Regions from separate parts of the Zea mays genome. Here all the other regions are linked to region 1. The links are chromatin contacts, called in public Hi-C maps. All regions are on one chromosome and are shown on one strand. The core of a region is the stretch at or near the end of the contact, and the rest is flanking DNA. Distances in the headings are between cores, read along the strand shown. Region 1 holds the start of LOC100283149. Region 2 holds the start of LOC100304348. Region 3 holds the start of LOC100277032.

Region 1 (3,908 bases), core at 933-3,432:
AGCGAGCGAGCGCCCACCGGAGTTGCAGCCAGCAACTGCAGGTGACCCGTCCAAATCAGACGCGGACGGAGGCGAACAGAGCACGGCGATCGGCTCTCGCTCATCCATCCGGTCATCCCCTCCTCCGGTCACCGCGAGTGACCCTGCCTGCAGCCGGACGCCAAGCCAAAGTTCGGCGTCGGCGCTTGGAGTTGGAGGGAGGTCCCCGCAGCTGTCGCGCCTCCGCGGAGCCATCCCGTGCGTCCACGTCGCCGTGTCGGTCGCGCGCGCTACGTGTGACTACGTCCGTATGGCTCCTTCCTTGCGCCTACGCCTCGTACCCCGCCGCTCAAGGCAGGCCACACCCAAATACCATACGCGACGCGCCCAGCTTTCGCTGCCCATCTCGCTTTCGCGCCTCCCGTGTTCGCGTCATCTGACGCTGTTCCTCCTCACTCTCCCGGCCTCCACAGTGACACACACACACACGCACTCTACTGCCGCCTTGGGTTAGCATAGCAACGTGCTAGTCGCGCCTTACTTCAACATCACCGTCCTGTCTCCTTTACACGTCATAAACCCTAAACACTAGGCCAAACCATGCCACGTTACATCGCTTGTGGTGTGGTGACAAAACGGAAGCGAGATAAACGAAAGCGTTGATAAAAGCAACTGTTTATTTTTTTTTCCCTGGGTGCAACATAAAGAAAGGGATGCTGGTGTGCAAGGTAGGACATTTCTGCTGCCATCAACGGATGAACTCTCTCACCTTGCCCTTTTTCTTTACACACACAGAAGAAAAAAAAAACAACAGCATCATTGCTTATTTTATTCTCTCACTTAGCCTGACTGGCATATACTGTAATTACCAAAACGAAGCGCGCAGAACATAATGCACAATCTACATAAAGAGATGACAGGGGGTACGGCGGTGTATACATGATGCTATATATGTATAGAGTATATATATGATGAATCTGTACGGCGATTATACAGGAGGAGGTACGGAATGATGATGAGACGACGTACTGGGGTTTTTTTTAGGGTGGGGTTGGGTATAATGGTAATTAAGGCCATGGTACGCACACGGACGGTACACTCATCAAGGGATGATATTGATAATAAACGAATCACATGATGGCGCAGGCGTAGGAGGGGTCCTCCTCGCAGACGATCCGGTAGCCGCCGCCGCAGGGGTTGCAGGGGTACGGCTGGGGCATGTACTGCGGGAAGTACTGCGGCGGGGGTGGGGCCGGGGCGGGGGCCGGGGCCGGCTCGGGGGCCTTGCCGCAGGAGCAGCAGTGGCACCCGCCGTGGCCGTGGTGGCAGCAGCAGTCGGACGGCCACGCAGGGTACGGGTACGGGTACGGCCACGGGTAGGGGACCTCCACCACCTTGGGCGGCGGCGGGGCGGGCTTCTCCTCCTTGGGCGGTGCCGGGGCGGGCTTCTCCTCCTTGGGCGGGGGTGGCTTCTCCTTGGGCGGCTCCTCCTTGGGTGGCGGGGGCTTCTCCTTGGGTGGCTCCTCCTTGGGCGGCTCCACCTTCGCCGGCGGGGGCGGGGCGGCCTCCTCCTTCTTCTCCGGCGGCGGCGGGGCTTGCTCCTCCTTCTTCGGCTCCTCCTTGGGCTTGGGCGGCGGCGGGGGCGGGGGCTCGACGATCTCGATCTGCTTGATGATCTTGCACGCCTTGCAGCACAGCTTGTCGGCGAGCTTGTCCGGGTCGAAGGGCCCCGTGACCTTCACCTTGTTGTTCTTCTCGTCGAAGTCGATGTCATCGATGCAGAACTCGCCCTTCTCTGCAAGCCGAGGCGTCCGTCCGTCGTCCCAGGAAACTTATCAGTTGCGATCAACGCGAACCGTCTCGAGACCTACCTGTACAAGCGGAAAGGGAAGAGCGAACAACAGAGAGGAGTAGCAAGCAAGCGCGAACAGACCTTGGATCCTGTTGAGCACCCTCTGGATCTTGGCGCGGCAGCGGCTGCATTCCAGGTCCACCGAGACGATGATGGTCGGCATCGTCTGCGCTGCACGAACAGCTCCGCTGGTCAGTGGTCACGACGAAATCCTTTCCTCTAGTCTAGGTAAACAGAGAGAGAGAGAGAGAGAGAGAGAGAGAGAGAGAGAGAGAGAGAGAGAGAGAGAGAGAGAGAGAGAGGAGAACAACCACCTGTGTGATTGCAACTGGCTCGATCGTGCTGTGAAGTGAAGAAGAGAAGAGAAGGGAGAGGAAGGGAGGGGGAGGATGCCGTGGCGTGTTGTGAATACGCAGCTATATAAGCAGGCACCGACGCCTGGCTGCCTCCCACGTCATCTGACTCATCTTGGAGGAGCCGTGGCGATGACAAAAGCAGGGGTGGAGAAGAGCTAGCAGCCACGGGAGAAGAAGCAACCAGAGAAGGAATAGATAGAAGGCATGCATGCCTAGATAGAAAGGCCCTTTGGAACTTGGAAGCAGAAACCGGCAACAGCAGCACTCGGGGTCGGGGGAGGGCTAAAAGCCGCCACCGCCCACCGCCCGCACCCCGAAAGCTCTCCCGCCGTCGCCTCCAGGATGATTACCGCACGGCTGCGCCCCAGAGAAGAAGAGGAAGAAAAAAAAAAGAAAAGAGCTCGCTCCGGTGCTTTCACGTCAGGTGGTGAGGGATGGAACGGTTCGTTTCGTGACGCCGATGGATGGTGCCGTCGTGCCGAGCCTTGGTAGTGCTCTTTCTTCTGGATCCTTCTGGCTAACAAGTTAAGGCACAGAAGCAGTTGTTTTTTCAGACGATTTCTTTCACGCTCTGACCTTGCATATGATATGCCGTGCCCGCCCGATCACCAAGAGGCAGCAGGAGGGAAGGGATGACAGGAACAACAGCGAGTGGGGAGTACGTAAAGCTACGATCGAGACCTGCTCTGTGTCTGTGATCACCGTACGTAGCACATCGCTCGGGCCTCGGGGTCAGAAACGTGCGCTGGGAGGGACGACGACGGCGGCGAGATAGGCATAGCTGCGGCTGGCCCACGCCGTGCACGACGCTATGGATCGCGGCCCAGTGCCGCCATGCCCGCAGGCCACGCCGCCGTCTGTTCGGTCGTCGTTTGCGAGTGGCGGCACGTTGCGACGGGAACTCGCGATCCGTTCGTTCGGGTCCACAGCAACGGCCGGCGTTCAATGAGACGATGGCAGGCAGGCAGGAACCCGTCGTCACCCGCACTGGCGCGCACAGCGGCCCGCGTATCGCCATACCGGCAACCAAACCAATCCACCAACGCACTATTTCTATTTGGGTGATACATCACAACCTCAGCCTCCAGCACCCTATTTCTATTTGGGTGAGGGCGGTGGTGATCCGATCCTTGTGTATTTGGGTGCCGTCGATCTTGTGAGGCAAGAGGGGAGATCATCTTCCTTTTCTGTGGGGGGTGAGGACTGGGGAGAATGGGCGATGGAAAAATTGCCATATCTTGTCCCTCGCTCACCCTACCGTTTGACCCCGAGAGGGCGGCGCGTGGCGTGGCGTGAACAAAACAAACCCAGCAAAAACAAATGGCGCCCTACCCAAAGCCAGCCCCAGCCGCCAAAGAATGCTGCGGTTTTTAGACCGAGAGACGTGCACGGTTCTAAACGAGCGTCCTAAGGCAAAAAAAAAATACGGGATCACATGCACACATACTGGACCATCCTAACATGGACGCGAAAACGGCACACGGACGCAACGCAAGCCGAGGCGGCCGGCGGGCAATGCATAATGCATCATGCATCTTGGTCCCGTCCCACCGCATGCCTAGGGGAGTAGGGGGGTCAGCGACGGGCAAAGGCTTGGCGTTTCCCCGGCCGGCCAGCCAGCCGCCGTCCTTTCCTCGGTGGTTGCGCAAACAGAAGCTGGGGATCATGGGCGTCCGCGTCCCCAGGCCGGCAGCCCGCTCCCTCCGCAACAAGCGAATTCG
Region 2 (3,908 bases), core at 603-3,102, 350 kb after region 1:
GCTAATGTTTAGCTTTATGGAACAAAATAGAGCATTACAACCAGTTTGCATTGTTAACAATTAAAATATCACGACTAATGTTAATTATTATTAGTTAATTTGATCTAATTAGTAAAGGTATTTATTAGTTTATTATTTTACTAACAATTAGCTAAACTATTAACTTGACCTCATTGGATCTAAGGAGATAATTGTAGACGTATGTCAACTATTAGATTATCTGCAACAGGTCATGTAAAATTGAAAATTGAATTGTAGATTACACTAATTGTTAAGTGAAGTTTGAAATATAAGATAAGATAAAGAATGAGTAAAGATAGCTATCGAAGGCCGCCTTAGCTTTTGGTCAAATAGTATTTCCTCTATAAGCGAAGGTGTCATGGAGGGATCCTCTGCAACGGCGCCGATCGAATGAAGGAGTCCGCCGGTAGAGGTTATAATAGGTTATGATCTAAATGTTATTTTAACAAATTAGAATTTTTAATTAATTTTAGTCTAAAAATAAATAGAAATGAACTCGATCTGGATTTAGCTCGTGCACACACGCAAAAGCACGCAGTGACGCAGGAGAAAAAAAGCACTGCGTCATGAACAGTGTTCTATTTGTTCATTTGTTATCGATCGGCCTCTCAATCAATCAATAATACTAAATAGGAGTACATCGTTTGGACAGAAGCTTGAGGTTTCAGCATTTCCTGCTCCAGTTACACAAAAAAGATTAGGAGAGAGATGAAAAACCTAAGCACAATCACTGACCCCTTTCGCTTCTCCATCCCAAGCTGCAGCTGCTGGCGTGGTCCATGCTCGAGACAATGGCGTAGCAGTACAATGATGCAACCCGCACGTGCCAGTTTCGCACGTGTCCATTCAGAATAAGTGCACTTGCACGATGCCGAAGGCTGCTGCTCCTTTTGCCATGCATGCTGCGCTGACTGGCAGTTGGAGGAGACTCCAAGAACAGATGGAGTAATCGTGGGTAGTTTAGTAGCGACCGAGTGCTCACTATTTACGCCAGAACGCGCATCTATTGGTAGCGCCTGGACGAGGAGCTGGAGTTGGAGGAGACGCTGCGCCAGAAGCCGGCGCCGTAGAAGTGCGAGCTCATGATCTCGCGCTCCAGCTCCGCCGCCGCCGCCGACTCCACCTCGCCGCGCGCCTCCTCGTCGATGTCTAGCGTCGCCGCTCCGATCATCGCCTTGCCGCTGCTTCCCGAAGGCGACGCGGGCGCCGGCCTCTTCCGGTTGGCTCCGGCACCTCCGTGGCCGCGGCGGCGCCGGCGCCTCCTCCTCACCCGCCGCATGACGCCCGCGGGGAGCCGGACGGTGACGAGCAGCAGCACGTCGAGCAGCGCCAGCGGGCAGCAGCAGCACACCGCCGCGCAGTTCGCCGCCGCCTGCCCCGCGCCCTCCCCGCACCCCGGCTGGGGCTCATGCTCGTCCTCGCCGTCGCCGTCGCCGTCGCCGTGCCAGTGCTCGCGCATGCGCCCCGCTCCCCTTCCCGATCGCGAGCCCGCCGCCGATTCTTTCCTGGAGCCCTTGGCGCTCCCCGCACAGGTTGCCGCCGGCTGCGTGCGTCAACACCCAGCCAAGATTTCTTTTAAAAGGAAGATACCCTGCTTTGTGCTCTCGGACGGAGTGGTATTTAGAGAGGGAGGTGTGTATTGGTTGGTGGAGGTGGAGCAGGGAGAGAGAGAGGGGGAGGGAGAGGACGAGGATAGAGGCGGCGATGGCGTGCGTGGCGTCGGCTTCCTTTTCTTTCTCGCGGTCGCGGCTGCTCCGCGCCTCCCCGCCGGGAAAGAGAGGGGAAAAAAAATCAATCCCCAATTTTCCTCCGCCCGTGACGTATTTATCGCTCCCGTTCGCCGGATGGTGACCGCAAGACTGCAAAACACACGAAACATTTATGCACAAATTTGTCAAGACGCGGCGGGTTTTGTGACGTGGGAACGCGGGCGACGCCACGCGGGACGCGATGGAGACAGCCGAAGGAGCCGTCGCGTGCCCACCGCGGACGGGTGGAGTCCGAGTCGGCCGCGCGCTGGCTCCGGCTCAGCACGAGCGCACGCGGCCTGGTGATTCTGATGATGGACGACGTCGAATCGCGAATCTGACGGTGACGGCCGCACGCTTTGCCGCTAAGCGCTCGTTGTTCGGAAGTTGGTATCCGTCTTGTTTCGTGCGTGGTTTACTAATTTTCATTGATTGGGTCAAACGGCGTTGGTTGTGGTCCACGGTGTAGAGCTGGGGAGGCTACAGGGTTGCGCCACTTGGTTGTCGCGCTTAAGATAATGGCAAATGCCAGCTGGACATCGCTGTTTGTTCTTCCTCTTCTTCGGCTGCTGACCATAGAGGCGTTTGGAGGAACGGGAGAAAGGACAAGGATCAAAATAAGCAACGGGACAAGAGCCGATGAAGCTTCCAGAGGAGTCCATACTGCGCAAACAGAAAATCAGTCGAATGAAAAAACAACAGACCACAGAATCCAGGGGGTCCCCCTACAAACCTGGCACACCTGTTTACAGTACAGCAGCAGAACACGGAAACTCTTCAGCAGGTAAAATTCAAGATCAGCCCGAAAATTTCTACAAGAAACTGGAGTGCAGCATTTGTGCACTTATAGCATAAATAAAATAAGACACCTGGCTCAGATTAAGTTGTGATACAAGTCCACCCACTGGTTGCTAGTTGCTACCAGTCTCTGGAGAGTTACAGAAGCAAAAGGTCAAGCCTAAGTCGGATCAGTTTCTCCGCTCCATCTTGAAGTGTACACCAGAGGAGAAATCGGATCCGGAACAGTGGCTTGCAGGACCTGTTGTTTTGACTCGAAGCAAGACCACCAGAAGAAGGTAGCTGATCCACGGAAAAAAGAATCAGCAGATTCGGCTTCAGATAGCTTCCAACTAATGAAGCAAATTCCGCAGCTTCCCATCTCTGATGTCTTGCTACTACGTACTAAGGATCTGAACAGCAGAAGCCAAGACAGACTAGCCTGTCACTCGTCGCATCTTTATAAGGGACCTGAAACTAGCTGCGCAGGTTCATGAATTAGCTTGGTTGTCGAGAATCAAAAGCTGCTTAGCTTCATCGACATGAATCCGGACGGCCTCAAGGTCTGCTGCCACCTTTTCACCAACGGGCAGCGTGGGTTCATCCAGACTGCAAGCGGTTAGGCTTCTTCTATCTTGCAGAAGCTCACCCAGCTCCCGGATCGCTTGGTTCAGCTTCGACTGAAGTTTATCCATGTCCCTGGCTTGATACTGCAAGGACTCACTGCACACCTTGATCTCTTCCTCCTTCAAGTTGACTTGGAAAACACAGTCTTGGTAATCGACCAGCAATGCCTCCAGATCCTTTGCGCTACCCTCCCAAATCTCTGCTAAAGTGTTGTCACGGACAAACTTCTCAATGTCAGTTTCCAGTATGGAGATGCAGGAATCCTCTATTTCTGCTTCAAGGACTCCAATCTCACGATCAATATAATCACACTCATTCATGCTTCTTATTTCCTTATGTACCATGGAGCGCTGTTCGCGGGCCTTCTGTAGTTCACACAGAAGCTTCATCCGATCCTCCTCAGATTTCAGCAGGTCGGTTGCCTTGCCATAGTTCTTGGGTTTATGCATTAGTGTAGTGGAAGTATCCAGGTTATCAATAGCAAACAGGACCTTTTCTTCCTCCTTTCTTTGAGCTTCATGAGCGCGAAGTTTCGCTTTAAGGCCATCAATTTTGCTTTTCAACTCAGTTTCAGATTCACGTGCTCTCGTTCTTGCAGCAGATAGTTCAATTTTGCGAGTTTGGAGATGATTCAACTGTTCTTTCTTCTGATTCATTGATCCAAAGCTGGCATCAAACTTGGACTCCGCAAGACTTTTGGTCTTCAAAACCAAGTTCCAACATGATGCTGCAGGC
Region 3 (3,908 bases), core at 582-3,081, 330 kb after region 1:
ACCCCAAGTTATCCAAAGATCAAACTTGAGTACCACTGTTTTCTTCCTTATATCAAATCTCATTTGTGAGGAATCTCCACAAGTTGAAGCTTCTCACACCTTACACAAAATGACCTTAATTAAAACACAAGAGTAAGGAGGGAGTAGCAACACACACAAGAGCACAAGTGCAGTAACACCACACACACAAGCAAAGAAGACAGCGCAAGAATCAAAACGATAGAGTTTCTCTCAAGAAAACACTCAGTTCTCTCTAGAATAAGTCGAAAGCGCGGTCGCATTGAATCAGAGTATCGATGTACTATTGTTATGTTTGAGTACCAGGCAGAGGTGCCTAGGGGCCCTTTTTATAGCCCCAAGGCCCAAAGGAATCGTTGCTTCTTCGTATGGAAGGCCCTGGTTGGCTTCTGTCCGTGGGTGCACCGAATAGTCCGGTGCACACCGGACACTCCACGGTGCGCGATTCACTTCCATAAACAACCAAGCCGACCATTGCCAGCCGCTGCGCGCCTTTGGCCAGTTGGCACACCAGACAATCCGATGGCGCACCGGACACTTCGGTGCGGCCTAGTTACCGTTGGCTCGACAGACGTGGGCGCCACGTGGCCACCGTTGATTATGCGCCGACCGTTGGCGCTGGCGAGAGTCGTTGGCCGCCTGACTTACTGGACAATTCGATGAATTTTAGCTAGCGTGTCTCAGCACTTTCTTGAGAGTGGCCTGTTCGACCAACTAATAGCATGGGCACCAGACACTGTCTAGTGCACGCCAGACAGTCCGGTGCTCTCCAGACTGGTGCAAGTTTTGACAAACTTAGCCAAACTTCTTTACTCCAATTTGTCTCGACTTGGAGAGTTCCCTAGCACTTTGTCCCTTCAATTCAATAGGATTTCCAGTATACTTCTATATTTCTCAATTTTAGTGGTGGTGATCGCGTCTCGCGTGGATGAGGGGTGGCGGGCTGGGGCTACTCACGGCTCACGGGTAATGGACGCTGGTTGTTTCTACTTGGGCTGAAACATATTTGGTTGGTAGGTTTCAAGGGTAATGGACGCTGGTTGTTTCTACTTGGGCTGAAACATATTTGGTTGGTAGGTTTCAAGTGGGCTAAAATGATAGTAGGATAAAACGGGAACACCAACATGATTTTCCCGTATAAATACGGGTCCGTAAATGCGGTCGGAAAAACACCTCAATCGTTTCTGTTCCCGTTCCCGTCACTTTTTCCCGAGAATTTTTCCGTTACTGTTTTTTTCGGATACGGTATATGAGTAGTTATTACGGTATACGATGTCGATCGGTACGGGATTTTTCCATCCTATTTTCATTTTTACCGTCCGGATTAGAACACGTATAATAATTTTTTATCAGAATGAGGTTCAAAACATCGATAATTTTCGTTTACTTGCTCCCGTTTATCTCACTTTTTATTTCCGTTCCTGAATATTCTAGAAATGATTCTATTCCCAGTGATAAAATATGTCAGACTATTGTAGACCCTAGCCACCTATTTCTGGTAACTGAATGCTGAAACGAAAAAGATGGAAGTTTTCTCGTCAGTTTTCGACCGAGAGGCGTGCAGGTGCAGGAAAAAGAAAAGACGCCGCAGACAACACGAGTGGCAGGCGCTTGCCTTTGCGAAACGAAAGGCGTCCGTCACTCCGTAGACAACGCCTCATGTCCTCAGTCCTCAGCCACCGTCACCGAGACGGAAAGCCGGAAACGCGAAGAGGGATCGCGCAGGCCGCGCTAGTTACCACACTAGCACTGACACGTCGGCAGGCCACGGAGGCGGAGCCATTTGAATTTCAAACGCCGCCGGCCGCTACCATTCCTCCCCCGACTCTCCCCTCTTCTGCCTAGTCCTCCTGTCCTCCCCTCCCCCTCCGACCTCCACGGTTTCGCAGGCAAAGATGAAGAAGGCGTCTGCGGCGTCGCGCTACGCGGCCTACGACTCCCCGTCCCCGTCTCCTTCGTCGCGCCGTGCGGCGCCTTCCGCGGCCGCCGCGACCCCGGGAGGAGCGCACGGCAGCAGCCGCGCATTGGTGGTCGCGGGGAGATCTGGCCGCGATCTACTGGGCGCCAAGCCGCAGCCGCAAGCCCACGGCAACCTGGGTTCCGTACTACGGCGGCTCATCTCCATGGACAAGAAGCCGCCCAAGAACCAGCTCCCGGTCCCTCCTGCCGCCGCCAGCGCAGCGAAGAACAACGGCGGCGGGAAGCTGCCGGGGCTGTCGCGGAAACTATTCCAGAAAGCCTCGTCCACAGCGGCGGCGGCGCCAAGGAAGACGAAGGCCCTGACAGAAGTCAAGAACAGCGGCAACAACGCCAACACGCGGACGCTCGCCATGGTGCTGCGCACCGAGCGGGAGCTCCTGGCGCAGACCAAGGCGCAGGAGGACGAGATCGCCGCGCTTCGCCTGCAGCTCGAGAACAAGGACAGGGAGGTGGAGCGTCTCAAGGACCTGTGCCTGCGGCAGCGAGAGGAGATCAGGACGCTCAAAGACGCCGTCCTGTTCCCGGACGCGGAGCCGGAGCCCGACCGCCGCCTCCGGGACGAGATTTCCACGCTCACCGATCAGATCCAGTGCCTCGCGCAGGAGCTCACTCAGGTACGTCCCCTGTCACGGTCTCGCTGTGTGTTCTTTGCTTTTGTGCCTCGGCGGTCGATCGCTAATGCTCCGCCCCGTTGATGTTTCACTTTGTGTGCAGGTTAAGGCTGAGAAGCACTCGACAAGATCGTGCTTTGACGAGGATGGATACTGCTCTTCCCCTCGGACGCCGGGGTTTAACGAGGAGACCGCTTTCTCTCTGGTGAGTTCGATTACTCCACCATCTCACAGCGACATGATTGGCATGCTGATATGCTGTTTGCGAAATTACACATTGAGTTAACTCCCATATGACCTGGTTATCCATTAGCAGATAGCAATATGCATTCTGTTTGCGAAATCACACCTCGAGTTAAATCTCAAATAGCAATATGCCTGCTGTTTTGAAGATAATTACTAATTAATCTGTAGGTTGAGCATAGTAAGTTGGGGGAATCACTTCACTGCTTCATATCGCTTTTTCAACATGCAACTTGCATTTCCTGACAAGAGCAGCTATTTGGGTTGTTTCTGTACAAAATATATTCGTTTTCTTCTATATAAGTGCTTATACATGTTTTGTGTAATTTGTTTTATGTATTACTCTATCTGTTCCAAATTATAATTCATTCCATCCAAGTCAAAGCATCTCAAGTTTGATCAATATTATATAAAGAATTACAAAGATTTGTGACATCAAATGGAAATACTACGAAAATATGATTAATGAAGAATCTAATGATGTTTATTTGGTATTGTCACTGCTATTTTTTTTTTGTCAAACCTGAGATGTTTGGACTTTAAAAAAAGTTAAAATAACATAATTTGGAAGGCGGAGTACAAGGTACTGCTGAAGCAAACTGGAAGATTGTCATTTCACACATTAGCTAGTATTGGCAGCTGCATAATAATAAGAAACTATTATTGGCCTGATTCCAATGTTGATACAATAGATGGACTCCAATTCTAGCTCTTTCTAGCTTCTGGTTTTACCTGCGCGGCATGAAATACTTTAGTTTTTTTATTCTTAATACGATATAGCATCATTTGCACAATGCAACTTAGAACATTTTTCAGTGGCTTGTTACTTTGTTACTTCAAACTCTTTATAGTTTCAATCCTTAATTTTGTAAATATTGTAAAAGGTCTGTAGTCATCGCCAAACTATGTCATATATCTGAAAATGGAGGGAGTGATTTGGCTGTACTCATCTCCGAACTATACCATATATCTGAAAATGGAGGGAGTAATTTGGTTGTTTGGTTTCAGCTTCCGGTTCTTTTCCTTCTAAGGGCTAGTTTGGGAACACTAATTTCC

The links. A called contact is a pair of places that touch in the nucleus more often than the background predicts.
Region 2: a contact with region 1 is called in a Hi-C map of endosperm, with 2.5 times the contacts expected there. The contact joins the promoter of LOC100304348 here to the promoter of LOC100283149 in region 1. A contact is called at or near these places in 8 of 25 Hi-C or Micro-C datasets (bundle sheath, ear, endosperm and 3 more).
Region 3: a Hi-C map of ear shows a contact between it and region 1, with 2.0 times the contacts expected there. The contact joins the promoter of LOC100277032 here to the promoter of LOC100283149 in region 1. A contact is called at or near these places in 7 of 25 Hi-C or Micro-C datasets (ear, leaf, leaf mesophyll and 2 more) and 1 of 3 datasets of contacts at active chromatin or transcription factors (leaf).

What each region holds. Positions count from the first base shown.
Region 1 is chr1:283,687,111-283,691,018 of Zm-B73-REFERENCE-NAM-5.0, reverse strand. It overlaps LOC100283149, which reads right to left and starts at 2,182. Exons shown (of 3, transcript NM_001156051.1): 1 at 2,146-2,182; 2 at 1,913-2,002; 3 at 639-1,774. The coding sequence starts at 1,994. The coding sequence ends at 1,110.
Region 2 is chr1:283,333,600-283,337,507 of Zm-B73-REFERENCE-NAM-5.0, reverse strand. It overlaps LOC100304348, which reads right to left and starts at 1,852. Exons shown (of 1, transcript NM_001165786.1): 1 at 668-1,852. The coding sequence starts at 1,480. The coding sequence ends at 1,025. LOC103644012 (kinesin-like protein KIN-12G) reads right to left here. Exons shown (of 21, transcript NM_001351696.1): 21 at 2,585-3,908. The coding sequence ends at 3,038.
Region 3 is chr1:283,354,036-283,357,943 of Zm-B73-REFERENCE-NAM-5.0, reverse strand. It overlaps LOC100277032, which reads left to right and starts at 1,831. Exons shown (of 4, transcript NM_001150704.1): 1 at 1,831-2,612; 2 at 2,713-2,814. The coding sequence starts at 1,914.